Linked DNA regions of Mus musculus: all the other regions are linked to region 1. A link is a contact called in public HiChIP or PLAC-seq and capture Hi-C data. All regions are on one chromosome and are shown on one strand. The core of a region is the stretch at or near the end of the contact, and the rest is flanking DNA. Distances in the headings are between cores, read along the strand shown.

Evidence for each region. HiChIP or PLAC-seq counts read pairs in DNA pulled down with a chosen protein or histone mark. Capture Hi-C pulls out chosen DNA fragments and counts their contacts.
Region 2: a capture Hi-C map of embryonic stem cells shows a contact between it and region 1, with 8 times the contacts expected there. The contact joins the promoter of Ugt1a7c here to the promoter of Agap1 in region 1. A contact is called at or near these places in 4 of 39 promoter capture datasets (embryonic stem cells, hippocampal neurons and liver) and 1 of 9 other capture datasets (embryonic stem cells).
Region 3: a FOXA1 HiChIP or PLAC-seq map of pancreatic cancer cells shows a contact between it and region 1. The contact joins the promoter of Hjurp here to the promoter of Agap1 in region 1. A contact is called at or near these places in 1 of 39 promoter capture datasets (the SN4741 cell line), 1 of 484 Hi-C or Micro-C datasets (cardiomyocytes) and 1 of 115 datasets of contacts at active chromatin or transcription factors (pancreatic cancer cells).
Region 4: a contact with region 1 is called in an HNF4G HiChIP or PLAC-seq map of pancreatic cancer cells. The contact joins the enhancer-like site here to the promoter of Agap1 in region 1. A contact is called at or near these places in 1 of 15 datasets of contacts at CTCF or cohesin (the NIH/3T3 cell line) and 4 of 115 datasets of contacts at active chromatin or transcription factors (embryonic stem cells, extraembryonic endoderm stem cells, pancreatic cancer cells and 1 more).

Annotation. Positions count from the first base shown.
Region 1 is chr1:89,450,917-89,458,763 of GRCm38.p6, forward strand. Agap1 (ArfGAP with GTPase domain, ankyrin repeat and PH domain 1) reads left to right here and starts at 3,895. Exons shown (of 18, transcript NM_178119.3): 1 at 3,895-4,676. The coding sequence starts at 4,514.
Region 2 is chr1:88,091,719-88,099,565 of GRCm38.p6, forward strand. It overlaps Ugt1a7c (UDP glucuronosyltransferase 1 family, polypeptide A7C), which reads left to right and starts at 3,283. Exons shown (of 5, transcript NM_201642.4): 1 at 3,283-4,260. The coding sequence starts at 3,403. The region is part of intron 1 of Ugt1a10 (UDP glycosyltransferase 1 family, polypeptide A10); the gene reads left to right. The region is part of intron 1 of Ugt1a9 (UDP glucuronosyltransferase 1 family, polypeptide A9); the gene reads left to right. The region is part of intron 1 of Ugt1a8 (UDP glucuronosyltransferase 1 family, polypeptide A8); the gene reads left to right.
Region 3 is chr1:88,273,491-88,281,337 of GRCm38.p6, forward strand. It overlaps Hjurp (Holliday junction recognition protein), which reads right to left and starts at 4,089. Exons shown (of 8, transcript NM_198652.2): 1 at 3,884-4,089; 2 at 3,729-3,795; 3 at 1,552-1,607. The coding sequence starts at 3,979.
Region 4 is chr1:88,423,438-88,431,284 of GRCm38.p6, forward strand. Spp2 (secreted phosphoprotein 2) reads left to right here. Exons shown (of 8, transcript NM_029269.3): 8 at 2,885-3,001. Among named protein-coding and RNA genes, the nearest start is that of Spp2, 20 kb to the left of the region's middle. Within about 2 kb of position 5,119, at least 26 of the 459 cell types and tissues checked have an H3K27ac peak or open chromatin away from gene starts, as enhancers often do. A contact at or near this core is called in pancreatic cancer cells, where this site is marked.

The DNA.
Region 1 (7,847 bases), core at 2,645-5,144:
TTTTTTTAAAGAAAATTTTTTTTTATTTTATGTATGCGAGTACACTGTCACTTTCTTCAGACACACCAGAAGAGGGCATCAGATCCCATTACAGATGGTTGTGAGTCACCATGTGATTGCTGGAAATTGAACCAAGGACTTCTAAAAGAACAGTCAGTGCTCTTAACCACTAAGTGGTCTCTCTAGCCTCCTTCCTTGTTCGTTTGTTTGTTTTAAGTTCCAGATATTTATTATTGTTTTAAAATTGTGTGCTTGTGGGTATAGGAGCTCACAGGGGGCAGAAAATGGTGTCAGATGTCCTGGAACTAGAGTTACAGATAGTTGTGAGTTGTCTAGACTGGATGCTGGGAACTGAACTTGGGTCTTCTTCAAAAGCAGTATGTACTTCTAATTGCCAAGCCATCTCTCCAGTGCCAACTTTGGAGACTTCTGGTGACCAGTTTGAGAGTCATCACATCTCACGAGACTAAGAGTACCTCTCATCAATGGACTTTCAATTACTGCTTTAAATGTCTGGAAGGACCATTGCATGAGAAATAATCAGAGTGTTTGGCTGTATTTACTGGAGAGGAGTCAGTAAGAGCCGAATGAATATTTCCGGGGTAGTGTTGATAAGAGAGCTTTATCCAGCACCTACTATGTGCTGGACATGATGAGTGGACCCTGACAGCAGCACTGAAGAAGCCTGTCTTCATGACCAATGAAATTTAATGGGGAAACCATTTCTTGGACACCTACTCTCTATTGGGCACTGCTCCAGGGCCTGAGGATGGGATGGCAGATAAAACAGATGGAATTGTAGCCTTCAGGAACCTTACACCCGAGTTAAGCAAGTAAAGAGTTGTGAGTTAGGTGGGATATGTGGAAAGAAGAAAATTGAGCCAGTGTACTGGTACCCTTTACAACTATAAAACAATAGTCCAAGGCGATGATCCCACGGTTCTAAAGGTCAGAAGTCAAAAGCATGTTGACAGAGCTCTGTCCCTTCTAGAACTTATAAGACAGCTGAGACATCCTTAGAAACTAGTGCTCTTTTTACCCACAAGGAGGTGAGGCACTAGTATTGGTGAACTGGGATGCCACTTTGCACAGGGTATCAGGGAAGGTCTCCTGAGAGGGTGGTTTTACAGTGAATACATACAGGAAACGATGAGGCTGGTGAAGGTTTTGGGGGAAGATGCTCCTGTCACCAGGTGTTCTCAGAGCACATCAAGGAGGTCAGGGTGCCTGGAGAGGATAGGACAGAGTGGAAGCAGAGGTGGTCTAGTGAGAGGGTGAATTGTGTCCCTTGGACACCCATGAACCTCTAAGTTCCATGACCCTCAAACGGGACACATTAAGAGATTGACTCTCTAAAGAGGCATCCAAGTGACGATGAGGTCAACAGGGCTGGCCCTGATCCAACAGGACTGATGTCATTCAATGAAGAGATTAGAGTGTAGACGTAGAGGACACTGGGCAAGGACGCAGGGGTAAAACGCTTGTCTCCGAATTGGGGAGGGGCCCACAGGAGAAGCCAACCTCGCTGACACCTGGATCTTACACTTCTGCTGTTTGAGCTGTGTGGTCTCTGGTGCTCTGACATAGTGGCTAGTGCTCCTGAGAAGAGGGTCGGTCCTGAAGCCCAGAGTTCCGTCTCTTCTGACATGGGTCGTCTCTGCTCTTCTCTGAAGGACATGGACTCTTATGGCCAGGGTTTTGCTCATACAGAGCCACCCTGTGTCACCTGGCCCCTGATACAACCCTGTGTGACTTGGAAGTCAGTTCATGGGCATATAAAACCACCACTACTCTGTCCACTGTTGTTGCTATGAATAATGGAGTCTTGTGTCTTCTAATCAGTCCCTTGGGATTGTGGTAGACCAATTGACAAGCTTAGTAGGATAATGCACACTGGAGATGCAGCTCAGATGAGGAAAGAAGATCAGAATTCAAGGTCAACCTTGGCTAAACAGCAAGTTTGAGAGTAGCCAGAGATATGTAAATCTCAAAATAAAAACAAACACAAGCTGTGGAAATGGAGACTCTACCCAGCTTGTGGTATGCATGCAAGCCAGGAGGGCTGGGGGAGCCAGGGAGGATGGGTGGCGTTGGAGGGAGAGCTGTGACCAGAGGAGAGCCATGGCCTAGAGGCTCACTAGAACTACTTTCTTGAGACTGGTCAATGAGGAAACAGGAAAAGGGAAGATGCCTAGGTTAGGTCTCATTCACTAATCCGAGACTACATAATGAAGCCTCAGCAGGATGACAGAAAGCGAGAAGATTCTGGCTCCGTCCAAAGGCAGAGCTGACATTCTGGGATCTAAGAGAACAAGGGAAGAAAAGACCACACACTGCATTTTCAAATTAGTGAACAAAGGTCTGTACTGCCTCGGACTGGGGTGGGAAGAGGTTCACAGGTATGGGGAAGATGTCTGATTTTTATTTTGTTATTATATTTTTAAAGCAGAGTCTCACCTTGGGTCCACAGCAATCCTCTGGTTTTAGTCTCTTAAGTGCTGAGACTACAGGATGTCCAACAGGAGAAAAGTCATGTTCAATCCAAAAGTTGGATGTGATGAGGAGGGGACAGGTGGATAGGTCTGGGACAGAAAATTTAGTGTCATCAACCTCTATATGATATTCAAAGGCATAAGAGAGGCAAATAAAACAGGTCTAAGGTTGACTCCCAGCATCATCCATATTTAAACCTTAGAGAAGTACAAAGGAACCCCCAAAGAGATTGAGAAGCCAGATGTGAAGCAGGGGAGTCCTGGAACTATTTCACAAAGAGTTGGGGTTTCAAGGTGGAGTAGGGACGAACAGTAGAATGAACCCACATGCCAGCATCTCTATTAGTGTTTCTGCTAAGGACGAAGATAGAGGCAAGGCACAGAACAAGCCAGGGCCTCTGCTGTGTTAGGGACAAGGAAGGCTGAACAGTACACTGGCTTGAGGAACACTGGAACTCGGAAGAGTTCCAAGAACCAAGAGCTAGGCTGCCTGGGGCCCTGGGCTGCCCATTAGCTTGCATTTGAACCAGGTAAAGCCCAGGGCATTTGAATCAGGAATGTGGGCTGTTTATAAAACACCCCTGCATGGTGAGACAGTGCATAGACCCAGGACCTTTACGGCCTCGGACTCGTCCTGGATCCTTGGAAATCTACAACAATCTAATTCATTTGGAGTCGTTGGCATGAGCTCTCAGCTGCAGTGCGGTCTAGCTTCATGGGCTCCTGGACTGGGCTAAAGTGGGGTTAGTGTCGGGCGCTCGGAGGGCTGCGGCGTGGAGGTTACAACTCAGTTGTGCAACATTTTCGTGGAAAAGCCTAGAAGCCCCCGTGGAATTCCGTCTCACCTACCACCCCAGCCTCAGGTTTAGTTTATTGATGAAGCGTTGGACTCCCGTGTATCCCATGGGAAGGGAAGTAACTATCCTGCTGGGTTTAGAAAGGAGGCAGAAAGTTGCCAGACGGGGGGAGGGGACCCCGCGCGTCGCAGAGGTTCCTTAAGCGCTCAACTGGCAAACAAACAAAAGCGCGGGCGGGCGGGCGGGCTCGTGCGCCACCTTCCCCGTACAGAGGCGCGGGGGCTGGCACGGGGCAGTAGGGATAACCGAGAGGGACCAGGGCTCTCAGCTCGCAGATCCGCGGGCTGTAGCGGCATCCGGACGTCCCGCGGGGCCCGCCCAGTGCGCTGCGACGCGATCGCACAGCGCACCCCACGCGCGCGGGCCGGCCGGCGTGATGGACTACAAGTCCCAGCAAGCCCAGAGGCAGCGCGGGGCGGGGTCTGGCGCAATTCCCCGGGATCCGGCGCGCTGGGAAGCGCCGCCGAGGACGCAGCGGCGGCCGGAGGGCGGCGAGCGCAGGCGGGGGCGGGGCCGACGTGGGCCAGAGCCCTGCGTGCCAGGGAGGGGGCTGGCCGGGCAGCGGCGGGCGGCGCTCGGAGCGGTCTCCGCGGCTGGCAAGGCGCCTACAGCTCGGTCCCGGCTTGGCGGACGGCGCAGGGCAGCTGAGGGCCCCGGCCCGCGCGGTAGCGCGGCACTCACAAGCGCGCGGACCCAGCCGCAGCCGTGCGCCCGGAGCAGAGCGGCCACTGCCCGGGGGCCTCGGCCCCGGCGCTCGCAGCGCCGTGCTGCCTGCGCTTTAATGGCTGCTCGGCCGGCCGGCGTGTAGGGGTGCGGGCGGCTGCGGCGCGGGAAGGCGCCCGAGCGAGCCTCCTCCGCGGCCGGCCGCGCTCCATGGCGCCGCGGTCTTCCCGGACGGCCCGCTGACCCGGGACGCTGGTCCCTGCTATGAACTGAGCCCCTCTACTGCTTCATCCTCAGCGTTCTTTTCTTTTTCTTTTTCTTTTTCTTTTCTTTTCTTTCTTTCTTTCTTTCTTTCTTTCTTTCTTTTTTTTTTTTTTTGCGCCTCCTCGGCTCCGTGCTCCCCGGGGGCTGCGGCGCCCCGGGTCTCGGTGGCCCGCGGGGCTCCGGGGCGCGGGGCGGCGACGACGGGGGGCGCGCGGCTTTGGGCGCCGCGCCTGCACCATGAACTACCAGCAGCAGCTGGCCAACTCGGCTGCCATCCGGGCCGAGATCCAGCGCTTCGAGTCGGTCCACCCCAACATCTACTCCATCTACGAGCTGCTGGAGCGCGTGGAGGAGCCGGTGCTGCAGAACCAGATTCGGGAGCACGTCATCGCCATCGAAGGTGAGGGCCAGGCCGCCCGGGGCTTCTGGAAAGCGCGGGGGAGCGGGCGCCCCTGGCGCGGCGGGGTGTGTGCGCGCGTGTGTGCTTGCGTGTGTACACACGCGGCTGCCCGGCGGAGAGAGCACTGCGGTGCCTCTTGTCCCGCAAGGCCGGCCAGTCAGCCAGGGAAGATGGGTTGTCAGCGTTCATTTGATAATGGACAATGGAGTCTCTCCTGTGAGAAAGTGGCACGGTGCTGCTACGTCCGGGGCGGCCCGCAAGCCCCGTCCGGGCCCAGCAGACGCCTGGGGGCAGCTGCTTGGGATGGCGCCACTGGATCCCTGACAGGTTATCAGGCCCGGCCTGAGTGTCTTTCGTGGACGTTGAAGATGTGTTTTGAGAAGCGCTGCTGCTGGGGATGCTGTTCCGGCCAGCTTATTCAGTTGCTTCATGGCTGGCTACCCCCCCCCCCCTCCAGTTCGCGGATACAGGGGAGGTGGCACATGTAGGAAGCCAATGGGACCCAGGCAGTATCATGCCCCAGTGCTGATCGGACTGGCGTTGTACAAACGCTGGCCGTTTTGTACTAAAATCCTGAGGCAAATTATAACCCTTCTTGGGAGGCAGGACACCTTGATACTGTCTTGCTGAAAGGGGCACTTTAATCCGTCGGCTACTTGGGAGCCACCCAAGGGGCGGAAAAGTGGATGATCTTGCTGCCTGTAAGCCTGTGTTTGCACAGAACACTGTTTTGAGCCCCCAGTGTCAGGCAAGGCAGTATCCCTGCAGGGGAGGATGGAGCCGGTGGCTTTGCCCTGGCTTGTGCTCTCTTTGGACTACCCATGGCTCCCGTTTCTCTCCTACTAGGTGCCTGACCTGTTTCCTTGGGTTGTTTCTTCGGGCCTGCCATCATTTACCTGGGGGAGCAGGTGGCATCTAAATGGGTAATGTGTCATAGATCAGCCAGTGGATTAGCAGTCTATCCTCTTGAGTTGCTGTTGGCCAGTGACAGTAAAAGGCCTGCAGGTGGCTTGTCCTAGTGTAATACTGCGCCTGCCAAAGGCTAGTGAGTCCTCTGTTGAGAGCCATGGGAACCTTCCAAGTCTAGCAGGAGTGTGTTCAAAAACAGGTGCAGGTACTGCCCTGGGCTCCTCCCCCGACTCCTCCCCCTGTTGTGAGACGGCCTCTGCCCCTAAGAAAGCTTGGCTCCCGTGTGTTCTGAACTTCTAACCCTGAAGTATTTGGGTTTAAAACTTGGCTGCTTGGATAGAGATGGTGGAGGCTCTGTTGCTGATCCTCTTGGCATTTGGCAGCCTCATGTACTTGAACCACGTCCCAGGCAGGCTGGAAGACTGACTGACTATCCACCGGATATATTGTAGTTCTAGGGGAGGGTCCAAGCAAGCTCCATCCTGATGAGGGACTGGCTCTCAGTGCACCTGGGCCCCCTGAGTGTTCATGGCTGCCTGTGGTGGCTTCAGATGCTTCCAGACCCACTAAGAGGCACAGCTTCTTCTGTGTGTCATGGAGTTTTGTGGTGTTGAGGAGGGCACTGTCTCCCCTCATCATCCTCCCAGTTGATGGTGAGGAGATAGAGCTGATGGGTTCCTCTGAGAGCCGTCTGTGGGTTCCTGTCAGAAGTGCTGAAAGGTTCTCGTGTTTCTCTCAGATGGCTGCTCAGCTTCCTGGCTGCGTATACAGAAGTCTGATGAAACCCTTTGAAAGCTGGTGCCAGGAATGGAATGCACCTGACTGGAGCTTCTTGCTCTAGAGGAGAGAAAGACCTCCAGCTGAGTGTGACTCATTTCCCATTCTTAAAGCTACACTCTAGGGTCTTGTTAGCAAGAGGATGTTCTTTCGTGTTTTTTTTTTTTTTTTTAAAGTTGTTCTTCCGCAATGATCTCTCCTTGATAGCTTGATGCTCACCTTAATAAGACGAGTCCATGTCCCCTTCTCTTTATAACCTTTGTCATTCTCAGTGAAACCTGAGCTAGTGGATGGCTCATGCTGGAGACTCTGATAATGCTATTCTTTCGGCTAGGACTAGAAATGCCTATATTGTGCCAAGTCTGTAGTAAATTCAGTGAGCCCGGAGAAGAAGCGGTGGTATCTGCCTCTGTTCGTTGAGCCCTTACTTATCTACAGCGGTACACTGCACATTTGTGGAGAACTGGAGGACAGATGTTTTGGTATTCACAACGGCCTCACCATATAGAGGAGGAGGTGGAGGTTGGGAGGGGTCATGACCTCTGAACTAAAGGGTCAGTCAGGCCCCGGGTCTCTGTCTTCCCAATGCATCACTGTTTCAGGACCTCACTGTGCCTCTTGTAATTAAATCCTAATTCATGGGTTATAACGGATTGGCCTTTCTGTGTAAGTTTTAAGATACGGGCAGGTCTTTCATCTGCTTCTTCGGTGTTTGGCATAGTGAGAGCGTTGCCAAGTTGTGTAGCATGATGGTCTTGGGTGAGAAGAGGATAAACGGTTCTTACTGAGAACCTCACGCATGCGTGTGTGCTTTGATCATCTCTGCCTCCCAGTCACTTCCCATCTCCCCTCCCAACTTGATGCGCTTCCTCGCTCTCACTGCCATTACAAATACACAGGCCCATTTACTGCTGCTGTGCATACGTGCACTGGTGCAGGATTGTCCACTGGAGCATCCATTGCTCTTTTAGGGGCCACATCCTTGAAGAAAACTGACTCTTCCTCCCCAAAGCAGTCATTAAGTGCCAGATGCTCCTCAGCTAGGGACGAGCCCTTCCTCGTCTGTGCTGGAATTTTGGCAGCCTTGGTCTTGTGAACGCTATCATAGCTGGTATTTATTTATGTGCACAGTGATGTCACGTCCAGCGAATCCTGCTTCAGTGTTGACATCCACTGTCATCTTTCTGACCCTTCCTCTGCAAGGATCTCCGAGCCTTGGTGAGAGGGAGCAAGTGTTAGACAGGTGTTCCCTTCAGAGCTGGGTACTTCCCAGTTTCTTATGCTCTGGGTATTGACCAGTTGTGGGTGTCTATTAATCTGTCCTGCAAAAAGAAGCTTCTCTGATGAGGGTTGGGAGCTGTACTAATCTAAGGGTATAAAGATTAATTCAGGGGGCAGTTTGTTATTATATCCCTATAGGAGAACAATAGTATTAGGTTCTCCCCTCAGGCCTATAACCTAGCAGAACATGTGTTTTTGGCTTAG
Region 2 (7,847 bases), core at 2,033-4,532, 1.4 Mb before region 1:
TGAGTCACATGATATAGTCTCCCTTACAACTTAAAAATGGTTTTGTTGAGGCAGCTCAGCAGCTGGGAGCTGTTGCTGCTTCTGCAGAGGACCCAGGCTTCCTTCCCAACCCCCATGTCAGGCTGTTCACAACCAACTGTAACTTCATCTCCAAAAAAACTAACACCTGATTTTGGCCACTGTGGGTACCTTCACAAGCCTGTGCACACACCCATAGCGACATACATATACTCATAATTAAAAATAAATCCTTGAAAATTGTTCTGCTGAGCTCCACAAATGAAAACAAACAAACATCAGGGCAGTGTGCATATTACATAAAATGCTTTCATTAACTGGAGAAATTCTGGTTTGTTTGGATATTGTCTCTTTGGTCTGGAAAATATTTCTATTTTACATATTTAGATTTCATTTCATTCCAGCCATAGACTTTTGTACTTAAAAACTGTATGTTGTAGACAAACTTTATCTTCATCATTAAAATGTATTTTTAGGCTTTTGTTATTTAAAGTTGTGGGTTACAGGTTAGTTTATTTTGGTTTTGAAGTGGTTAAAGTATACCTTTGTCTTTTTATATTCTGCCTAACCATGCTACTAAGTAAGTTTCTTTATTAGTGAATAAGATTTATTGGGTACACATACAACATGCCAAAGGCCCTATCATTATGGTACAAATTATTTTGGAATATGTGCCCCTGCCCTGGCTGGTTGGATCAATTTGCTATCAGTTGGAGTTACCTGAGAAAAGGGAACCACCACTGAGAAATGACTTCCCTAAGACTGGCCTTAGGCAAGCCTGTGCTGCATTTTCTTCACTGGTGACCAGTCAGGCAGGGCCCAGGCCATGGGAGGTGTGGTTCTGGGTTGTAGCAGGAAGGAGGCTGAAGAAGCCATGAGGATCAAGCCAGTTAAGAGCATTCATCCTTGGCTTCTGCTGCAGTTATGGCCTCCAGATTCCTGGCTGGATTTCCCACCCTATCTACCTTTACAGATACTGTACCCTGAGAGTGGAAAGCTAAAACAAAACAAAACAAAACAAAACAAAACAAAACAAAACAAAACAAAACAAAACCCTTTCCTTGCCAAGTTGCTTTTGGTCATGGTCTTTTGTCACAGCCACAGAAGCCCTAACTAAGGCAGCCTAAAGACTTTAGAATGAGCGGCTGCTTTGAGTTCTTTTATTTAGGATTCAGGTGAATTCAGGTCCACCACTCCTTTTCTTTCTCTGGATATGTTTTACAACAGCAAACCTGTACACTTTAATTCTTACTAATTTATGACTAGCATTTTAAAAGACTTTGTTTATCTTTAAAACAATAATAGAATAGAACAGAAAGATGCTTACTTGGAATCATTTGTGTAAAATGTATATAACACTTTATCAAGTAAAATACATGCATTCATTAACAACATAGTTTTCGAAACTTGTCAGAATGAAAAATATGTTTAATATTAAAATAGTTGGTATAACAACAAACTATACATATCGTCATAATCACTGAAAATAATTCATGGGGCTGGAGATGTGATTCAGTAGTTGAGAATAACACTCACTTCTCAGAAGAACCCAGATTTAATTCCCAGCAACCACCTCGAAACTTGTAAAGTAACTCCAGGCCCACAGATTTCTTCTGGTCTCTATGGACACTGCATGCATGCGGTGCACATACATATGTGGAGGCAAAACACACACACACACACACATAAATAAATAATACCTAAAAATCTACAAAATACTCTGTGATATACCCAACTTTGAAAATTTTAAATAAATGTTATTAATTTAAAATCCATGTAAATATGCCAAGGGTGACTGGTGGTGCATGCTTTTCATCCCGGCACTCATGAGGCTGAGTGTGCTGGATATCTGAGTTCAACATCAGCCTGGTCTACAGAGGGAGTTCCACGGTAGCCAGGGCTATACAGAGAAACCCTGTCCCAAACAAGCAAAGCAAAGCAAAACAAAACAAAACAAAACAAAACAAACAAACAAACAACAAATAAAAAACCCCAAAACCAAAATTCAAAACAAAAACCAAAACCTTGCAGATAAATCAAAACATCACATAGTGAAGTTAACCAGACCCAGTGTCTATGCAGCTCAAGGGTCTTCTGTCTACTTAGAGCAACTCTTCTGAACCATGCTGTGCTGAGAGTCAAAGGCTTTGTTGTAGGTGAGTATTTGTCTCACATTCTTGTGTATTTGGTGAATGAGAGATTTCCAACCAATTGATGGGAAAGGGAGACAGTGGTATTTCTGAATATTAGCAACTCCAGTGTCAGGACTTTCAAATTCAAGTGTTGTTCTCCTGTCCTGGCAAAATCAGGCAGGAGATGGGGGTGGTTACAAAATGCAAGCAGAACCCACAAGATGTCGTGCCCAGCACCAGGAAGAGTACACTAAACAGAAGTAAAAATAGCTTCAGAGAGGATGTGGAGGCCAGGCAGTAATGGAGGCCTGGAGGGAAATTAAAATGCTACCGCCCCGTGTAGAGGTGTCTAATAGTTTCTTAGCAGTGAGCACCAGAACTTCCTCCTGAGCTAGCAGCCTTAATCCCAGTTGAAGGACTTGAGATCAATTCCTGAGAGGACCCAGCATGTGGTGCTGATGGCAGCACTGTTCAAAGTAGCCACAAGGTGGAAGCAACCCTGCAGATGCTGCAGTGCCATGGGAGACAGAGCCATTGCTCTGTGGAGAAGGTCCCTGGGCTACTGAGGGGCATCACCGGAGAGCTCTCTCTGCTTCTTCATAGAGAATGTCTGCCTATGGCTTCCAGTGACTCAGAGGGGATTTTGTAAGGAGGTTGATGTCACCTTCCTTCCCGTCCCTGGATTGGTCTGTGAAGATGGTTGTCAGCCTAGCGTCAGCAAGGCACATGAAAGTGTTTGAAAATGGAACAAGAATCCCACTGTGTGCACAGAGACAGCAGCCCTGCTCTCTGGCAGAGTTGATTCTCTGTCTCTTGGGAGGACAGGCTCTAGAACTTCCCCTTTTGCCTTGGAAGCAGAGGCAGAATATCTCTTTGAAACAGAGTCAGTCAGGTCACCTAAAAATGTGTTCAGATTTTGCTTTGAGATCAATCCTAGAAATGTAAGCTGCTTTGAAACTTGCTTCCTTTTGTATAAGCATTTGGACTCCTTAGGGTTTAGTGTATTTCCTCATAACTATTTCTAAGCTCACATTGTGTGATTCTACCCCCCAAAAAGGGTCAGAAGGTCTTCTCCTCAGGAAACAAGCATGTTCCTTAATCATGCTTGCTCATTTTTTACTGTTCTCCTCAGTAAATCATTCTCCTAAACGGCTGTGAGCACACACCCTCCTGCGTAGATTTCTCTCTGGCTCACACTTCCTCTTCAGTGCTGAGTCTCAGCAGCTGGATTGCCTTAGGCTGCACTTCTGCCATGGCTCCTGCAGACTTTCCAGCCTCCCTTCCTCTCTGTGTGTGCCTGCTGCTGGCCTCTGGCTTGGCCCAGGCAGGCAGGCTGCTGGTGGTGCCCATGGATGGGAGCCACTGGTTTACGATGCAGACGGTTGTGGAGAAACTCCTTCACAAAGGCCATGAGGTCGTAGTGGTTGTTCCGGAGGTGAGTTGGCAGCTGACGAAACCATTGAATTTTGTAGTGAAAACATATGCAGTTTCTCATACGCAGGAGGATTTAAACCGGGAGTTCAAGATTTTTATTGATGCACAATGGAAAAGTCAGCAGGAGGGAGGAATACTTCCTCTGCTTGATTCTCCAGCCAAAGGTTTCTTCGAATTACTGTTTTCACACTGTAGGAGTTTGTTTAACGACAAGAAGTTAGTGGAATACTTGAAGCAGACTTCTTTTGATGCTGTGTTTCTGGATCCTTTCGATGTGTGCGGCTTAACTGTAGCCAAGTACTTTTCTCTCCCATCCGTGGTCTTCAGCAGAGGAATATTTTGTCATTATCTTGAAGATGCTGCCCAGTGCCCCAGTCCTCCTTCTTATATCCCCAGAATGCTCTTAAAATTCACAGACACCATGACTTTCAAGGAAAGAACTCGGAACCTTTTGGCCTACATGGGGGAGCGTGCATTTTGTCATAAGTTTTTCAAAAGTGCTGCAGATATTGCCTCTGAAGTTCTCCAGACCCCAGTGACTATGACAGACCTCTTCAGCCCAGTGTCCATTTGGTTGTTACGCACAGACTTTGTCTTGGAGTTCCCCAGACCTGTGATGCCCAATGTGATCTACATTGGTGGAATCAACTGCCACCAGGGAAAGCCACTTTCCAAGGTACACCATCTTCCCTTTAGCACATGATGAGGTAGACTTTGGATGATGAAGTTATTCCTTGCTGGACTGTGGTTTGGCATGTATGTTCTTCTTTTTCAGTTCTTTTGATGGATTACTTTTAACCATTCACACTTAACTGTGCGTTTGTACAGCTGATAAATCTTGCTTATGGATGTGTGTACCGTTGACATTCTTATTTATTTATTTATTTATTTATTTTTTTATTTTTTTTGGTTTTTAGAGACAGGGTTTCTCTGTATAGCCCTGGCTGTCCTGGAGCTCACTTTGTAGACCAGGCTGGCCTCCAACTCAGAAATTCGCCTGCCTCTGTGCTTTTATCCCGTGTGCTGGGATTAAAGGCATGCGCCACCATTTATAATCTCATTTATAATCACCAGCCTGCATTGCTTTTGACAAAAGAGTAAGAGACACAGTAAGAAATGAAGGGTCACTTAGCTTATTCCTGTCCTCTCCCTCTTTCTGTGGAGCTGCTTCAGTCTCTGACATCTGTTTCCTTAGCCAGCTGGGCCATTTGCATTTCCTCCATGGGAAATTTCACTCACATCTTTAACCAAAGTTAGCAACGACTCTGTCTCATTTGGGGATAGTAACACTCAGACTTTCATGTATGTGCTGCATGATTTTTAGGGCTTTTTGTTTGTTTGTTCCTTGTTGATTCTTTTCTGGCTGTTTTCTTTTGATCTGCATGGTTTTTATTTGTAGGAGTCTAAATTAGTTAATTTTCCCTTTTGCTGTGAATGGTAAATTTTTCTTAAAATATTTTAGATTTCACCATGATTGGCTTTCTCTAAATCTCAAATATCTGAATGGTTTCATCACTTATGCTGTGTGGGTGTTTAAATTCCTGTAATGGTGATTATATTTTATGTTCACTTTTTTTTTACATTTTCAAACAGAATAGAATTACATCATGACTCCCCTACTATCTTCTCTCCAACCCTACCTGTGTTTTCCCACTCTCAATCTGATAGCCTCTTCTCCTTTGATAATTATTGTTACATATGTGTGTTTGTTTCACAAAAGTGCAGGTATAGGCTGCTGAGTCTGTTTTTGTTGTTTGTGTGTATTTGGTATCAGGGCTGAACACTTGGTATTGGACAGTCAATAAAGGACTCGTGCCTAGGAGAGGCCAACTCTCCCAGTAGCCTGTAGTTCTTTGCCTAGGGGTAAGACCCTGAGAAAATTTCCCCCTTCCACATTGGCATAGCCATTGTTAGTGCCATTGTTCTGGTTTCATTTATGCAGAGACCGGTTCACCACAGACTTCTTGGTGTTCTGACTGTTACCACCTTTGTAGCTCCTCTTCCACAACGGGCAGAGGCTGTGATGTGGATGTACCCATCCCAGAAGAGTTTTCACTGTCTGTGGCAAGCCCGTGCATGGTGTTGGGAAGGGAAAACATCTGTGCTAATTATCTCCCCTGCCCAGTGCCTTGGAAGCAGAGGCAGCCCATCCTTTGTCAGCAAAGGGTCTGGTTGTCTGAAGAGGCTTGTTCCCACTTTACTTTGAGACCAGTTTTAGAAATGCAAAGGTGTTTGTTTGTTTGTTTGTTTGTTAATTTACTTTCTGCTGTTTTTGGAATCCTTGGTGTCTCACACATTTCTTCACAATGGTTTGTAAATTGCCCTATGGCACATTGCCCATCTCCATCCAGTGTTAACAGTTTAAGCTTTTCTTATATGTAAACATATAAGTAGGTATCCCAATGAGAACTGCTCATTTCTTATTTCCCTTATCGGTACCCACTGTCTGCGAGAATGCCCTGATGGCTTGTGAGTCCATGCCCTCCACAAGGGAAGGTTTGATCTTCCAGGATGAATCAGAGCAGCAAAGACCCAAGGCTGGATTGCCTAGGGCTGTGCTTCTCCCATAGCTCCTGGTCTGCAGGGTTTGTAGCCTCCCTTTCTTTGTGTGTGTATTTATGTGTCTGCTGCTGGTCTCTGGCTTTGCCCAGGCAGGCAGGCTGATGCTGGTGCCCATAGATGACTATCACTGGTTTACCATGCAGAGAAACTCAGCCACAGAGGGCATGAGTGGTGGGGGTCATGCCAGAGGTGAGTTGGCACCTGGTGCAATCTCTGAATTCGATGGTAAAGTCTTAGTCATTGTCTCACACTCAGGAGGATCTGGACCACAAATTGAAGATTGTCATTGACAAGGAAAGTTACAGGAGAACATTACTTTCCCTATTCATGAGTCCACTGAATGGAGTTTTGAGGGTAACATTCTTGGCGAGTGCATCCTACCTAATCTCTGGTGTCTTATCTCAGTGCATAGCTTGGTTAGGGATGGGTTGTGCTTTGCTGACTGTGGTTCTGGCCACTTCTAAGGTCCAGCAGACCTTGTAACTGAGCCACATTTTCTCACAAATTGGCATATTTTCATGTGCAAAGAAACTTCTTTGACAAAGTGAAATAATGTTCCTTCTACAAAGTAGAGCCTACAGATTTATCTGTGTCAAAGTGAGGAATGGGGGCAGCGGGAAGGCTCAGGGGTAAGTGCAGTTCTAGAGGATCTGGTGCAATTCTCTACACACACAGAGGCTCATCTTCTGCAGCCACAGTCCTAGAGGGTCTGATGCCCTTCTTCTGGTCTCTAAGGGCAATGGGCACACAGGGATTGCACAATTTAAGTAAATTGTAAAGCATGAGGTGCGTCTATCTGTTCTTGGGGAAGTCACGCAAGGGAGTAGCAGATGGCAGGACCTTAGGAGCATGAGTCAGCTAGCTCAGAGATATTTTTCTCCCCTTTATTCCCAATCAGTAAACTGCCAAGCACAAACCAGGCCATGCGTGCACCCTTGCCCTCTTTCCCAGGGTGGAACCAGAAACTGAACAATAGTGATATTAGAGTAGCTCATTGCATCACTCTAATGTTTACAGATATTAAAGCTGTATATGATTTTATATCTACATACCTATAAAATCTGTAATGAAGTGTGGTAATATAGATTAGGGTTATGTAAATATATATATATATTTTATATATACATATATGTATATATATGGTTTTATGTATCTCCTAAAGGATTTATATGTGGTAAAGGTCTTTTGTATGTTTAAGGTTATTTATGGATAAATATGAAGAAAGACAATGTCACAAGGGATGTTAGGATACACAGACAGCCCTTTGAGTAAGAGCATGTGCATAGCATATGTACTAAGGTAAATATTCATTGAGTGACTTCTGGATGTATGCATTCCTTCATCCCTGTTTCAGGTGGGAAGGTTATTTGTCTTGGAAAATCCCATGAGTTTTATGTTGCTGAAGAACAGGAGTTGTAGCCCAGATCTTGTGTCTGATAGGAAGGAAACATTTCCTGGGGAGAAAGTTTGTGTATAATTGTATATATGTGTGTGTGTGTGTGTGTGTGTGTGTGTGTGTGTGCATATATGCATGTGGATGGGTGCATAGCTGTGTGTGTGTGTGTGTGTGTGTGTGTGTGTGTGTGTGTGGTGTACATGCATGCACATGTGCATAAGTACACACTGTGTACAGGTTATGTTTTCTGAATCTGGCCCCCTTTAAAGCAAATTTTCTTGAGTGCTTCCTTTAACAAAATCTTC
Region 3 (7,847 bases), core at 2,839-5,338, 1.2 Mb before region 1:
CTTTTGACATTCATGGGAGCACCCCGCCCTCAGAGACCCCATATTGCTTATTTGGTACCTACAAAGAGAGCCCACAACAAACCAGCATGGGGCAATGGAGAGTCCACTCTAACTTCCTGCCTTCCACAGTTCTCAGAGTGGCATATTGGAACCAGCATTAACCCTTTGTCTTGGGGGTGGAGGGGATCACCAATAATAAACCCCATTAATACTGTGGGGTCCCCAGCTGTAACCACAGGCTATGCGTGCCCACTTTTCTAGTCTTCAGAAAAGCTCTAGCATTTCTACAGATCTCAGGCAGAAGATCTCCTACACTTTAAACAAAAACCTTAAATAAGTATTCTTGATACCAGGACTACCATCCTATCACTGGGCTGTTAAAGAAGGAGGTCTCTGTATTTGTAAAGACAGCACATTCTGTGGCCTTGACTGAAGATGCCACAAGAACTGGGGCACGCTGCTCCATCAATCCATGGAATATACCAGGTGTGTTCATTTCCACGCCTCTGGTGGCTTCCCCCATGACAGAGCTGAACAGCAATATAAACACAGGACTGCCACATCCTCAAGTACTTACATCTTCACAAAGCAAGAGTCACAACAGAGAAAGGTGCCAGGGCCAAATGCCTTGGAACTGATGAGCTACACAGCCAGTTCCAGGTTAATTTGGGTGACAGTGTGAGATCCTGTCTCAAAAAAAATCGAAAGGCAGCTACACTATGTAACAGCTGATGATGACGACAAGAGCGCCTTGGGAAGGGGCATGAGGTAATTTCCAGACAGACACTGAGGTGGTACGAGTGAATACATCCACAGCAGCCCAGCTAACCTAAGATTATTATAGCCAGTTCTGCCCTCCTATGGCTATAATAATCAGCCAAGGAAGCTTAACTCCAGAACTGCTATTAATGCTGTGTAACTTAATTTTGATGTTCCATTCCGGGCAATGGGTTTCCCCAGGAACCATGGTTGCCTGAGACTCCGTTAGACCAGGCAGCTTTTCACTAATCACCAGGGCAAAAGGCCAGTCTCACAGCAGGAAGGCAAAAGGTGTTGATGCCACCCAGAAAAGCAGCATTAGCTGTATTTACTAGCAGTAAAGCCCTGGCACCCGGAGACCCTCAGTCTAGGGGCACAGAAAGGTGGAGGCCATGCGATTCTGTACGAGATCTCCTCCTCCTCTTTCTCCATCCTGGTTACAGAGGAAGAAAAGAGGCATTGTTTTTTTTTTTTCTTAAAGGAAATGAGATTTGGGCGTTTTTGGTAAGGACCCAACTAAGGAGCTCCCTCTAGGACATTCCCTGAGAGTCCCCAAGCTGGTCCAGCATCGGTACACATGGCTTGCTGTGGACTATGATGAAGAAATAGCAGACAAGAGCCAGGAGGTGGAAGAAACACTTCTCAGTTTATCTTCACACAGGAGGGGTAAGGGCAGAGGAGGAGGTCATCCCATCACAGAGCACACCGGCCTCCGGGCTCTCTGGCGCTGGGATGCAGTCCCACCAACACACTAGAGTAAAGCAGGAAGGCGGCAAACCTGATGGCAAATACCTGAGTGTATTCCTTGTCTTCCTTCTTCATCAGCTTTCCTCCCCAAACTCTCAACCCTTAAGAAACAAAGGTGACAATTGAAGAAGCAATCTGAAATGCTCGCATTTCCGCTTAAAACGCTTTGATGGGAAACCAAAGCGAAGGAAGCGAAAGGCAAGCAAGCGTTCAGAGCAATCCAGGCATTGGCAGCGCCGTCAGTCAGTTTGGTGAAGGAGAAAGTTTTTAAAAAAACCAAGATTGGACAAACTTGTCACTAATGGCAGTCTCTCCTACCCAGAAGGCAGCAGGTCACCCAATTCCACCATGTACCTGAGGGGCTAACACAGCTCATATTCCAAATACATACTGTTCTTAAGTTATATATTTGGGAGGTAGGGGGAGACACGTAGCATACATTTAACCTCATCTTGGGAGTCAGTGCTTTCCTAGGGCGATCTAGAAGCCCAGGACAGAGAAGCCCACGTACAGAGAACTCTGGAGCTTGAAGGAGCGCATCAGCCCCGTCACCCCCCAGCTAGCAGAACCAGTGAGGTACACTCAGTCCTTCTAAATCCCTCAAGGAAAACACAAGTTACTTAGAAAAATGGTGGGTCTGGAGATTTCAGATTATATTATTATAACAGAAACAGAAAAAATAAATTACACAGCACCCTCTATGCTCCAGGTTTTAGCAAGGACACACCGTTTCGTATTTGCAACCCGTGTGGCATGTAACTCCCATACCCTCTTAAAAGCCCACAGGACAGACTTACCATGTCCACTGTACAGACAGATATGCGAAGAGGAAAGTTCAGATGACTAACCCAGCTCTCTGCTCATGAAGTGGAACCAGCATGTGAATTCTGGGAGGTCTGATAGCACTGACCACTGTGGGACATGACCTTTCCAGAGGACACTGATGCTCAACTACAACGGCTAAGTCAAATCAAGGCTTTGCTGAATGGCCCTCTCCGTGGAATTCTACATTTAATCGCATAAAGTGCTAATGTTGCATGTTTGAAACTGAACTCTACAATACGTGCTAAGTGCATGCCCAGGTGAACTGTCAACACACACAAATGATTCCCTCCTGTTCTCTGCAGTTAGCTCTCTGCTCCAGTCTCCACCTTAAATCTGGACTTCAGTCTACTGCATGTTAGGAAAGGCCGCGCCAAAAACGTGTCTCTCAGAACAATCAACAAGATGAGGGATTCATGGCAAGCTTGCTAGGACATAGATTTGTTAACCGACAACTGCAGCCCTAGGTGTCTATGTGTTGGCCAGACCTCAGGGAGGGCTCTTATACCAACTTGTATAGTCTCAAACTCTTCAGCAACTTCACTGTTCTCATATAACTGACATCAGTTATATATCACTGACAGAATATATCATTGAAGACAGATGGGCAGTCCAAAATACTCCAGACACTGCCTACCCCTTCACAAACAGCCGCAAGAGCACAGAAAAGCCAAGAGTCAGACAGCACACTTATGGATTCCTATATTGCTGTGTCCTGATCCCATCCAGAGAAAAGCAACCTCTTTGTAGAATTAGTTCAGTTTCTGCTTATTTAAAATGCTTACCCAACACGTGCCCTGAACAGCCAATAAGACAAAAGACAGACTGCACTTGTAGACCCCTGGCAGACTGTGATCCGAAATCCGATTTTATCAATAAATTCAGACAAACATCAGGGATGGGTCTTAGGGAAGGATACGACCTCATCAAATAACAAACTTATCCCAGTTAGAGAACCGATGAGGTTTAAGGTAGTAAGTACACTCACAACATTAAATAAAATGCGTCAGAGGTGGCAGATAATGGGGACTGTCCAAAACAGATGGGTCTACATTTATACAGCAAAGCCCATGAGAGCGGAGCAGTCCTGGGTGCTGTTCCAATGGCCTGACAGGTACTCTGGTGATGTTATACACAACCATACGGCTTACCCATGATTGTCAACATCCTTATTTTACAGAGTCACTTGTACCGCTAATCAATTAGCTCGAACTTCCATGCCAGGCATTTTAAAAAACCAGGCTGCACTGTGTCTCCAGGCATTTCTTTCAGAGAAATTAAATTGGAAATCAGCAACTCAGGGATTCAAGGTCCCTAGGAGCAAGGGGGACAAATGCAGCATTGCAAATTCTAGGCCCACTGTTCTGGCCCAGTGCCAACAGGAAGGGAGGGCTTCGTACCCTGGGGCGTCTCGTAGGTTAACGTCCTCATCTCCACCAACGGGTCGTCCTCAAAGGGCTGGTTGTACTGCGGGGAAGGGAGAGCTGGTCAGACTCCGGGGCGCTGGATCCCCGCCCACCGCGCCCTGCCCGCCTCGGCCGCCGTCCCAGCCTACCTTCGCTATCAGCCGCTTCATTAACGTCTGGAAGCGGCTACTGCTTTCCTTAAGCTGCTGATGCAGCCTGCGGTCCTGCCGACCCATAGACTCCATGGCGTACGTGGCTCTCTGCCCGGCACTGCACCCGCCCAAGCCCGTCCACAGATCAAACGTGGCGCCCCGCGCGCTAATAGGGTCTTTCAAAAGTATTTACGCAACCGATCCTGCCCGCGTTTCCGGCCGCCGCTCCCAGGGAGCACTTCCGGTGGAAACGAGAAGGGGAGGGACGAGAGGGAGGGTCCGCCGGAGCGGGTGGAACATGCGCATTACTTCATGCGGCACTCCCGCGTCCCCTAGAGGCTTCTGGGTGAGTTGCCTGTCAAGGCTCCTTCCTGGATCTACCAATTTCCCAGCTCTTGGGAAGGCTTGGGGAAAGCCAGATCCAAATAACGGTCCTGAAAGGAGTCTGGAAAGCCAGTGTTCAAAAACAAGACGCGTGTAAATGTGCTGAACGATATTATAAACGTGACAGAATCTGTGATTTTTATCCTAGGGTTTTAAAATAAACTTTCTCTCCCATTTCTGATTATAGGCTGTTTCTTGATTGTTATCTTGTTCCTTGAGGGGGTAGGTAATTTGGTGTCCATTTTATGAGGGCATTTACTTCGATTAACATTTTAGAACATTTTCAGAATTTTTGGGAGGGGTTGTCTTCTGGCAGAGCTGGGGGATTGAACCCCACTAGTTGGTTTTACTGTGACTTCATAACAGCTACATTTGTTTGCGGGTATTAACGTGATTATCACGATATGGGAATTAATGGAATCATTACTGAGTATCAGGAAGTCCCTTGAGGTGCCTCTCTACTTCTCAGCCTGCCCCCATAATCTTTTCATGCTGTCCCATTGAAACTGAGGGAGGGAAGAAGAGCTTCCAGGCTCATAGACTGTGGATGCCCACGCAATGTATTTGCAACAAGCGCGGAAGTCTCTTTCAAGATCCTGGGCTTCTGGGAGGGCCGTCGGTCGTCCGACTCTCCTGGGATTGGATGGCGGTTGCCTCATCCAATCTGTCCCTACCCCAGTATGAACCTGTTGCCTGTGGGGATGTGAGAAGGTGTTGCTTCAGAACGTTGGTGGTGGCGTCAACTAGATATGCTGTTCTGTCTCCTGAGCACCTCCAAGCCTTCCCCATCCTGATGGCTGAACTTCTCTGCACTGCAAGCTTAAAGTAAAACTTTCCTTCCTTATTTTGCTTTTTGCTAGGTGTTTTCTCACATTAACAAGAAAATATCCGAGACTCTGTCAATTTACAGATAATTTTGACTTCACATAGATCATTCACGACTACTGTGTTAGAAAGAGGCATTAATAGCTCATCAAAGTATGTTTAGTCAAATAGGCGGAGAAGGTTTCAGAATACTGATTGTCATTGAGAAAAATCAATTAAAGCATTTACATATACAAAACAGAACAGGTAATTTGGCCCAAATACTTATGAAAGTTAAGAGGGACCAAATTAAGTATTAAATAATAATAAATATAATATTGTAATAATAAATCTTACCAAGGGTTAATGATAAGAACATTTAGTAAGAAAGCCCTTCAGGGAAAAGGACAAAGGTCAGAAATTGTCAACAAGAGAGGAGGTGCAATGGGCAGTGCTCTGTCTCAAAACTAAGTTAAGGATGAGCAAGAACAAGGTCTGAGGGCGGACATAGGAAGGTGCCACATTTAAACCTATTGCTTTGTAAGTTAACTTACGAAAGTTAAAAGGGACCAAACTAAATAGTCATGTCCAGTCTAGGAGGTTAGCATAATTAACAACAGCCACAAATATTAACTATCAGGGTGAGCGTGAGGAAATGGATCTCTAACCCTTCAGGAGAGCCTTTGTTATGCAATGTTTCCAGAGGAAAGTGCAGCATGGTGTAAAATGGGCTTTCAAAAAACACACCGTACTTTGATGCCATGGGTCAACATTTTGAAACCTAAGCAATGAAAGACCTTGGCAGGAATTTAGCCTGGGGGTGTTTACAAATCTCTAACCACAGTATTTAGTATTGTGAGTGTGCTGGGGATGAGAGTGGGGGTGTGGGAGTGTGTGAGGTTCCATTAAGTTTTGAAGAACTGCATTCATTGACATTTAGAATGACAGGACAGAGAGGTCTCAAATGGAGTTTCTAAACATGTTTTGTACCGGTACTTTAAAAGTGTCTGTGTTGTGGCTGGAGATATGACTCAGCACTTAAGACCCGCACAGCTCTTGCATAGGACCCAAGTCTGGTTTCCAGTACCTTTGTCAGGATGTTCACAAAAAGCCACAACTCCAGCTCTGGGGGACACGTTCTGACCCCAATCGGCACCCACACTCACATGTAGAAACCCCCTATACAAATTAAATATAAGAAATCTTTGAAAATGTATATTGTTAAAGAAATGTTAGAGGCTACAAATGGTCAAGGTCTGAGTGCAAAAAATGTTCCTTGCAATCTTGTGTAAACTAGGGAAAAGGGTAAGTAAGATAGTGGGAGAAGAGATAAGGTTTGTGTAGACTCTTGGTCTTATTTCGGCACTGCATGATAACAGGATTGAGATAACGTTTTAAATCACTACTGATTTAATTGCCTGTACCTAGACCCTTGTCTCTGTTAATTTTAAACTTTATGTATGGCCTTGCTATAACTGCATTCTGATTTGCTTTTGTTAAACCACTTGCTTGCTCTGCCTGCCCAGCAACAAATATTGTATAAGAAAGGACTATGTTCTCTACCCAGTGTGTGCCTTCTGCCGAGCAGAGTGTTGCCTGGCCGTAATAAAGCTTTCTGGACTCTTCACTGTTGTGGGGGTCAGTCTGTTTTGTGAGGTGAATTGCCAGTGATCTCATCTGCACATAACATCTGTACTTTCACGATGCGAGTATGCGTTTATGAAAGCGTTTCCAGGATATATTCATATCAACGATGGTGTGATGGAACACTTTTAGCATTAGTTTTCTTCTGCCACGTTTTCCAGAATGGGTGCCTGTCTGTGCAAAAATGAACCTGTGTTATTCATGGAACAGCGAACACGGACAGGCAATCACATATTTTCCCCTTCATCATACAAATCAGAGTCCTTTTATCCCAGTGGGACACACGGAGGCTCCAGACATTTTAACCCTGACTCCACAGAGCTGGGTCACGTTTTACCATCACGGCCCCCTCACCCCCGCCCTACCAGAAGTGTGGATTTCTTCCCCCAGAGAAAATGGGGCTAGGGCTTCGGTGATACTTCTGCTCCACCTTCATGTGGTAGAAAATTGCCTTTTCTCCTCACCTTGGGCCTGTTTTGCAGAACAAACACATTCTTAGGGTCATAATTAATGTGGCTTAATGGGCTACACATTTTAAAAACCAATGGAAGAATTTACATTAAAAATAGAACACAATTAGATCGATTTGGGTGACCTATTTTTAATCAACCCCATTATTTATGGGTCTGAGAACTCTCATGACATCTTTCTCTGAAGCATGCAAAGGCCAGCCCTTCCTGCATTATATGTGAATAGTTTTCTAACTGGAGGCATGAGATTAATGGATAACTTCCCAAACACCCCTTTTCTTTTTTATTTTCTGAGATCACGTAGTTTATACATATTTTTTAAAAATAAAAGATTTATTTATTTTTATTTATGAGTACACTGTTGCTGTCTTCAGACACACCAGAAGAGGGCATTGGGTCCCATTACAGATGGTTGTGAGCCACCATGTGGTTGCTGGGATTTGAACTCAGGACCTATGGAAGAGCAGTCAGTGCTCTTAACCGCTGAGCCAGCTCTCCAGTTTATACATATTTTCAAGCCCCTCAAAAAAACTATCTACTGTAGGAAAGTTCTGGGTTTACCCTCGAGCCTCTTTTCTTGGTCTAGCACCCCAGTGCAGTTCTTTCTTCATCCCACACTTTACTGGGGTGTTCTAGTTTCACTCCTGTTGATAAAAGGC
Region 4 (7,847 bases), core at 3,869-6,368, 1.0 Mb before region 1:
TTCCCATTGAGCCATGGATTCTTTGCAGATGTCTTACTGGTTATCCTTATTGTTTTAGTTCAATGACTAGTGAAGATATCCCGAATGTCTATATAAGGTTACTTATAAAAATATCCCTATTGATTTCATTAAATAATCAGGGTAGGATGGGTGGATGGTTGGTCTTAGTGAGCTTGCTATTCTAAAAATGTGAATCCCATTTTCTCTGTTTTATCATGAGCCTGCCTTAGTCCCTGGATTAAACTAGAAACTGAGCAAGTGTGTCTATAATCTAGTAAATACCATTCCAGTCTTCTCTAAGGTTGCCAGAAATGATTTAATACTAGAGTAGAGAGTAAAATCTAGTACTTAGTAAAAGAGTCGTGATGTTGTTGGTGGGATTCTAAAATACATAGTTTGGAAAACCAAGGTCCAATTCCCGTGTTGCAAAGGGTCTGCTTCTTTATCTTTGTAGTTAGGACAGTTCTGTCTTGGCAATTATGGACTGGCCGAAAGAATCTGAGCTGGGGTGTTTTCCTTTATGCTTCTCTGTGGCTGGCATTGGGATTGTTAGCTTGTGCCTAAGAGCAGTGTCAGAGGCGGGTCTGATGGTGGTTTTGGCCCATAAGTCAATGACAAAAAGATGAGTGCCCCGATTTTTCCACAGCCACTGTTGATTCCTTCAGCCACTGTTGATCAAATGTCCTCTCTGCACCTAGAGAGAGCATGACTCACAAATATGCTTATTGCCTTTGCACCCACTGTCTTGTGTCAATCACATCACATCATATCATATCCTATTGTATTGTATCACACATTACCATACCATATCATATCATATCATATCATACCATATCATACCATAGCATATTATAGCATACCCTACCATACTATATCACACTGTATCGTATCATATCATATCATATACCTGCCATATCATATCATATACCTGCCATATGATATCATACCATACCATACCATATTATATCATACCATATCATATCATACCATACATATCATATCATATCATATCCCTGCCATACCATATCATATCCCTGCCATACCATATCATATCATATCATATCATATCATATCATATCATTTCATATCATACCATACCATGCCGTATCATATTGTATTGTATTGTATTAAATCATTTGTTTCTTAGAGAAGGGAAGCAAGGAGGTCAGAGAGGCCCTGCTCATAGAGGTAGTGTTGGGATTTGAATTTATCTTCTTATGCCTGCTTCCCACGCGTCTGTTTTCTTCTTGTGATACATCTGTATACGAAACTTCAATGCTTGAGATACATTTGCCATGTGCTGAGTGGCACTATATGTACTCTTGCCAAGTAGCCAGCCACAGCTCTGTGTGAGCCATGTACTTACCACCACCAACCAGGTGGGGGCACTGTTCCCTAACACCTGAGGCACGTTGGCCTTTGGGGAGTGATTTCATTGTTCATGTTTCAGACTCACTGGTGAGAATTTCTTGTTATGATCTCCAGAACATGCTTACCTACAGAAGGAGCGAGACTCCACAAAAAGAGTGGGGGACCTGCACGGGGGCCCCAGAGGCAAAACCTGACCACACCCCATTCTCCACTTTCCCCTGGCTCTCATTCCTGCCTGCTCTGCATCTCTTACCAATGCTCTACCACATACAGTGACTTCCCAGGATTTGCAGTGGTTATGCTTTGATGTGCTTGCCTGGGGTCGATCCGATCCATCCCTCCAGGTTGAACTTAGTATGCAACAGCATGCCACCCACTTCCACTGACTACTCCACTCCAAGCTTAAACCAAAGTTCTTCCTTAGAGACCCACCTGTCTCCCTCATGGCTGTGACTAGCATGCCACAGACATCAGTTCAGGCTTCCTTCCTTCCTTGCCCCTCTCCATGTTCTTGGCTCCTCTTCCTTTCTAGCTGAATGTGTCCCAACTCTTCCTGGCAGTTCTTGTTGCCCTCAAAGACTCAGTCACTAAGTCCCCTTAATACAAGTTCCAGGGAACCCTATTAACCTGAAGAATGAAGTCTGAGGTCCTGAGGACTATGGCATATGGGCAGCCCCCCACCCCAGTGTGGTCTCTGTCTGCACCCCTTATTGACATCCTGCCTTCCTCTGCCTCTGCCTCACATGGATGTCTCACACAGTGTGCAATCCCCACTAGATCCTGGGTCTCACGTTCATCCCCAGGTCCGGTCCAGTTCACCTGAGTGCACCTCACTCTGCACTGCCCTTTTCAGGGGCTGATTCCCCCTTGTCTCTGTAGTCAGGCATCTAGAATCTCATTTACAGTGCGTAGTAGGGCGACATTCATCTTCTCCACTGGCTTATGACTTTAAATATTTGGGGAAGTCAATATCGTGTCTTTTTTTTTTTTTTTTAATCTTTACAACCCTCCTTAAATGTTCCACACACTCTTGCTTACTGCACAGATTAACTGATGGGTGGCTGAGCGGATAGATTTGTGGAAATTTGGTCTCTAGCCCTATCTCCTCAGACTGTCACAGCCTCTGGCCAGCCACTGCTTTGATTGGCCCCTCTGTCTCTCATTCACAGACTGATGCCTGGCTAGAGCCCCTGCAAGGAGTTTCTCTGGTCTTCCCTGTTTTGAGACATGAGTTCCTATTCTGTGGCTGTGTCTCTGTCCCCTGATCAGGCTACCTCATCTACCTGTGGTGTTTCTCATCCTGTCTTTGGTCCAAAGCAGGCTGCTCAATGTGGAGCTGTTCAAATCTCCTGTAGCATTTAGATCACTTTCTGAGCAGTGCCCAAGCATCCCAGGCTGAGCCTCCAGCACAGGGATGCTAATGCACACTGTGGTGGTCTAACCTGCCCTTCCTTCTCAGGGTGCAGATGCATACTATGGTGATCTAACCTGCCCTTCCTTCTCTCTTGAATAGATTTCATGAAAGAAAGAGAAGCAGAAGCTGAAATGAAGAAAGGCATGGAGAATGGTGTCTTTTTCCTTTTTATAATCTCCACTCTGCAATAAAGATCTTTCCCTTCCTTTACTGCTCTCTCATTGTCTGGTTTGGAATAGAGCATCACTAAGTATCCAATTTCAGATTAGAGCATCACTAAGTATCCAATTTCAGATGAGAAATTGATGTTAGGAGGCATGAGGAGGATGCTAGGGATGGAGGCTCACAAAGTAACTATGTTTCGAGTGTTTTCAGCCAATTGACAATAGATATTAACATCTTGTTAAAAGCAAGCAGACTCAAGCATCCTGTTGTCTTTCTTTGTAAGTCATCATGGTGACTTTTAGGGCAGGAATACTCTCCCATATGATACAGACAACATGGTACATAACACCATTTGCTCCTTAAGCCCCAGAGAATGGATGAGACGGCACACACCCATGCAGTGGGATGTGACTGACCACACAGCAGCCTGGGTCATCAGGTGGAGAAAATGCTGACACAATAGCGCAATCTGCTAATAACAGAGAACATCTTTGGTGGGAGAACAGGTTACTTTGTACACTGTCCTGTGTTTCTGTACACATAGAACTGTTCCAAGAATAGTTTAGTGGACTGGGGAGACGGCTCAGTGGGTGGGATTGATCAATGCCCATAGGAACCTGAGTTTGAATCCCTAGATCTCATCTATTTAAAAAAATAAATAAATAAAACCAAGGCTAGGTATGGCCACACATGCCTATAGAGCTTTGGGTTCAGCAAGAGATGCTTCTCAAGGAAATAAGGCAGGGAGTGAGGGAGCAGGGTACCTAGGATCTTCCGCTGCCTTCTGTGCGCTTATGGATTTTAACTAAGAAAAAAATTGATTAAGTGGCTAAAGAGTAAGACTCATTGCAATCGACCACTGTGCCTATAGGAGCACCACATACTACTACTGCATTCCTTTAGATTTCTTAGTCTAATAAATTAGCTACAGAATGAAATATCCTCCAAAGTGGGCATTCCCAACAAACCCGCCTAGGGAATAGGGCTCATCCCCAAATCTGCCTCCTTTGGACATCATTTGTGGTTTGGTGTGAGTCGTGTGTGTGTGTGTGTGTGTGTGTGTGTGCGTGTGTGTGCACATGTGTGTGCCTGTAAAACTGTGAGATGGCATCCGTTCTCCCATTAAGAGTTTAGCATGTTGGCACAGCAGTGCTTGTTGGTGACCCTTGAGAAGCTAAAACAGGAGAACTCTAAGTTTGAGACCAGCTTCAGCTTCGTGGTGAGACCTACTCTCACAGAGTTGCTTGTGCCAGCCTTCTGAAAATGACAGCAAGTCAAGATGCTATACAGAATGCTTCTTATATGCAGCTACCTGGCACTTACTGAATGTGTTTCAGGTTTGGCTCCTGCTTGTATCCTGTCATGGTATTTGTTTCAGACACAGACACGTTGTACTGAAGACTGAAGAATTAAAACGTGTTGGGGAATGGCGCTGGTCTGGAGGAGATGAAGATATTCTAAAGATACATGTTTAACCAACATTCATAAAACATAAACTCTCTTCTGCCTTTATAGTTGAATCCAATCACTCCCTCTACCTTGGTAAACTCCCACACTCTGGGCCCACCAGAGTCCTTATCTGTAGACATCTCTGCAGGGCAGCTGTGATTTCCCTTATGGTCAAAATAGGCTAAAATTTACACACAATTTTGTTATGAATCTACATAATTATGTAATTTCCCAGTCTTTGAATTTACTGCACATTTCTTCCACATTCCTCTGGAGAAGACAGCAGCAAACATACATAGGTGTGAAATGGGTGGCCCTTGCTCCGCAATTGTCATTGGTACTGGAGCAAGCCGGAGGCAGGTGTGAACTGTCATTGTGAGTCTGTCTGTTCCTTGGGAGAGTGAGAGCCAGCACCCGCACTGAGCATGCCTAGATGCACAGCAGTGTAGCCCAGGCCTTCTTAGAGGGTAGCTTTTCTGCAAGTATTCACCAGCAAGCTAAAATATCAACACGGTTGATGGAGAAACTGGGTTCGCCAGCTGCTGCCGTCAGTGGAGACATTAGGAAGATGGACTGAGCTGGTGAGATTCATAGACTCCGAGAGTCCCCGGCCAAGGTTGTTTGCAAGAGCTGATGTGATCACGGCCCTTCAGAATGATGTGAGGTATTTTCGATTAAACAAGCCAGCCCCTTAGCTGTTCTCAGGGGTGGGGCTGAGGAATGCAGTCAGTGCTAGGACTCTCTCTTTTGACTCTGACCTCAGTGGAAACCACAGAGCAAGACAAACAGTGACAACCCTTGCTACAAGAATGTCATTGTGCCACCATCGGGCTTCCAGCAGAAAAATTCTGGCTTCTCTCCAGAGGCAGGTGTGTGGGAGTCACCTGCCAGAAGTGATCTTCTCCCCCTCCCCGCCCCCGTTCCCCCCAGAATCAGCAGCCACATCAAGCTGTTGCCTTCTATAGAGGTCCTGGGAATCTGCTGCACACAGCCCTGTGGGGCTGTGTTTACTCTCTTGTCATTTCACGTCTGGGAATGAAAAGTCGCTCAGAGGTTAATGCTTCCCTCATGTTCCATCCCTGGAATGTCTCAGTGTGGCCTGGCCTGTTGACAACATGGCATGCACCATATTGTCCCTATGTCACCTGGGACACTCTTGTGGGAAAGAGCTGGCTGGTTGGTTCCCATCCATGTGAGGGCTTCCTCGGCTTGGATGTCGGTCAAGGTCTTCCTTAAGTTTAGAGGGAATGTCCTCAGACTCTCCGTCCTGTGAGGTTTTTGTGCCCAGGTTGGCAATAAAAGATGGGATTCTGATTGCGCATCTTACAGTTCTGCACACATCTTACAATGGTGGGTCTCATTTCTTTGGTGGTTAACGGGCTGGCTGTTGATCACTGGAGAGAGTTTGTGGAGGAGAAATGTCAGTGTCTTGAGGTGAGAATTACTCTGAGGGTTGAATCCTTGCTGCTGAGGAGCCCAGTTCTAGACCAAGTCCTTCAGGATGAAGCTAGAGTTAAATCTGACTAGACTGATTGATTCTGAGTTTTCAAGACTGACTCTATCTTCCCCTTCTCCTCCTCTCCCCTCCCCTTCCCTTCTTCCTCCATTTTCCCCCGTCTAATGCTTGTTACATTAGATGCCTGAGAAGGGAAAGGAGAATCTGGGTGAGGACATAAAATTTCTAGACACTGAGCAGAGCCCAGTGACCTTTGAAGTCTAAGCACAGCCTGCAAGAGGTGCAGTGTGGTCAAGGGCCCCAGCTGGGGTTGCTATAGTAACAGCATCAGCCACCAGTCCAAGTAGCACATGATCTCCTGTTGTAGTGCATCCCAGGGGCTTACAGAATGACTTAGGAATAGGAAAGAACCAGAAATATCTTATTCTGTCTGGGCTGCTATAACCAGATACCACAGAGTGAGCAGCTTAAGCTACAGAAATGTAGTTTTTGTGGCTCTGTGTCTGGGGAGGCCATGATCACACTGTCATTAATTTGGTTCCTGGTGAGAGCTCAGTTCAGGGCGTGCAGATGACTGCATACAGTGAAGGGCAAGCCCTGGTTCCACTTCTTATAAGGACACCAGTCTGAGCCTCATGACCTCATTTAAACTTGTCTTCCAAATACCATCATATGGGGAATCAACTTGCCCATGGGAGGAACACCAACATTCATTTCAAAACAGACAACATGGGGCTAGAGAGGTGGCTCGGTGGCTAAGAGCACTGGCTCTCTTCTAGAAGACTCAGGTTCAATCCCCAGCACCTGCTGATAGTTCACAACCTTCTGTAACTCCAGTTGCAGTGGACCAGATGCCCTCTTTTGGCCAATGTGACACAAGGCACATTGTGGTGCACAACTATATCTATGGGTAAGACACGTATACACATAATCTAAAAATAAAACAGAACTGCAAACAAAAACAACAACCAGCCAAACAACAAACAAACAGCAACAACAACAACAACTAAAACATGCCCTCATGAGACACTGGATTAATCAGACCCCAGCAGCTTTGAGAGCAGAGTCACCACCCTCCTCTGCCTCGTGTTATCTCATCCCCATGACAAAAAGAATAAGTCAGTTACATGTCTGGATTCTCAGTGGCTACAGTCTCCACTGTTAGCTCACTCCACACAGGCATCTGCACAGAGCGGTAGGACAGTAAGAGACGCAAATGAGCTGGGATCCCTGCATTTCTCAAATGCACACACTTGAGGTGCACATTCACCATAAGCCCACGCCTGTCCTAGCCCCTCCTCCTCCTGACTCCACATCAGGCATCTTCCACCCCCACACCCCCACACCCCCACACCCCCACACCCCCACACCCCCATACCCCCCCCCCCCGAGAGTGGCCCTCTAAGGGCTGACTTTCCCCTGCTCAGCTGAGGTCTGTTTTTTCTCTGCCCTGTGCCCTCGGGGCGTGGGATGTGGTGTGGAGTTCTGAGGTGGGTTTCCAGGCTTTACTCTTTGATAGTGTCGTCCTCTAGTGAGTCAACTGCAAAACACCAGATAGGTGTTTTTGTTCTCTTAAGTCAGAGGTAAAGGAGCCAGGCTTTCTCCTCACTGTTATGCTCTGTTTGTTATGCTGGTCTATCTCACGCTCCCACTCACTTCTATAGTAGCATCTGAGTGTGGCCATCCCAGCATAGATGATGGTTAGCTCTGCAGCCAGTAGTTTACTTGCTGACAGGTCTAGGCTGGCCAGGAGGAAATGTCTTGTTTAAGAGCCTTCATTTTTCTGGTTCAGCATGTAGGGGTCTTAGAAAACCCTAACCCTGTCCTTAAAAACAATGAAAAGCTAACCAGACCCCAAATCGACAACTCCCTTTAGATTTGTGTCAGAATTGGATACAGGTCAAATAGATGCCTCCCAAATTGGAGAGACAGACAGATAGGGAGAATCCCAGTTTAACTAGATAGAAATCCAGGAAGAAACCATTTTTAGGT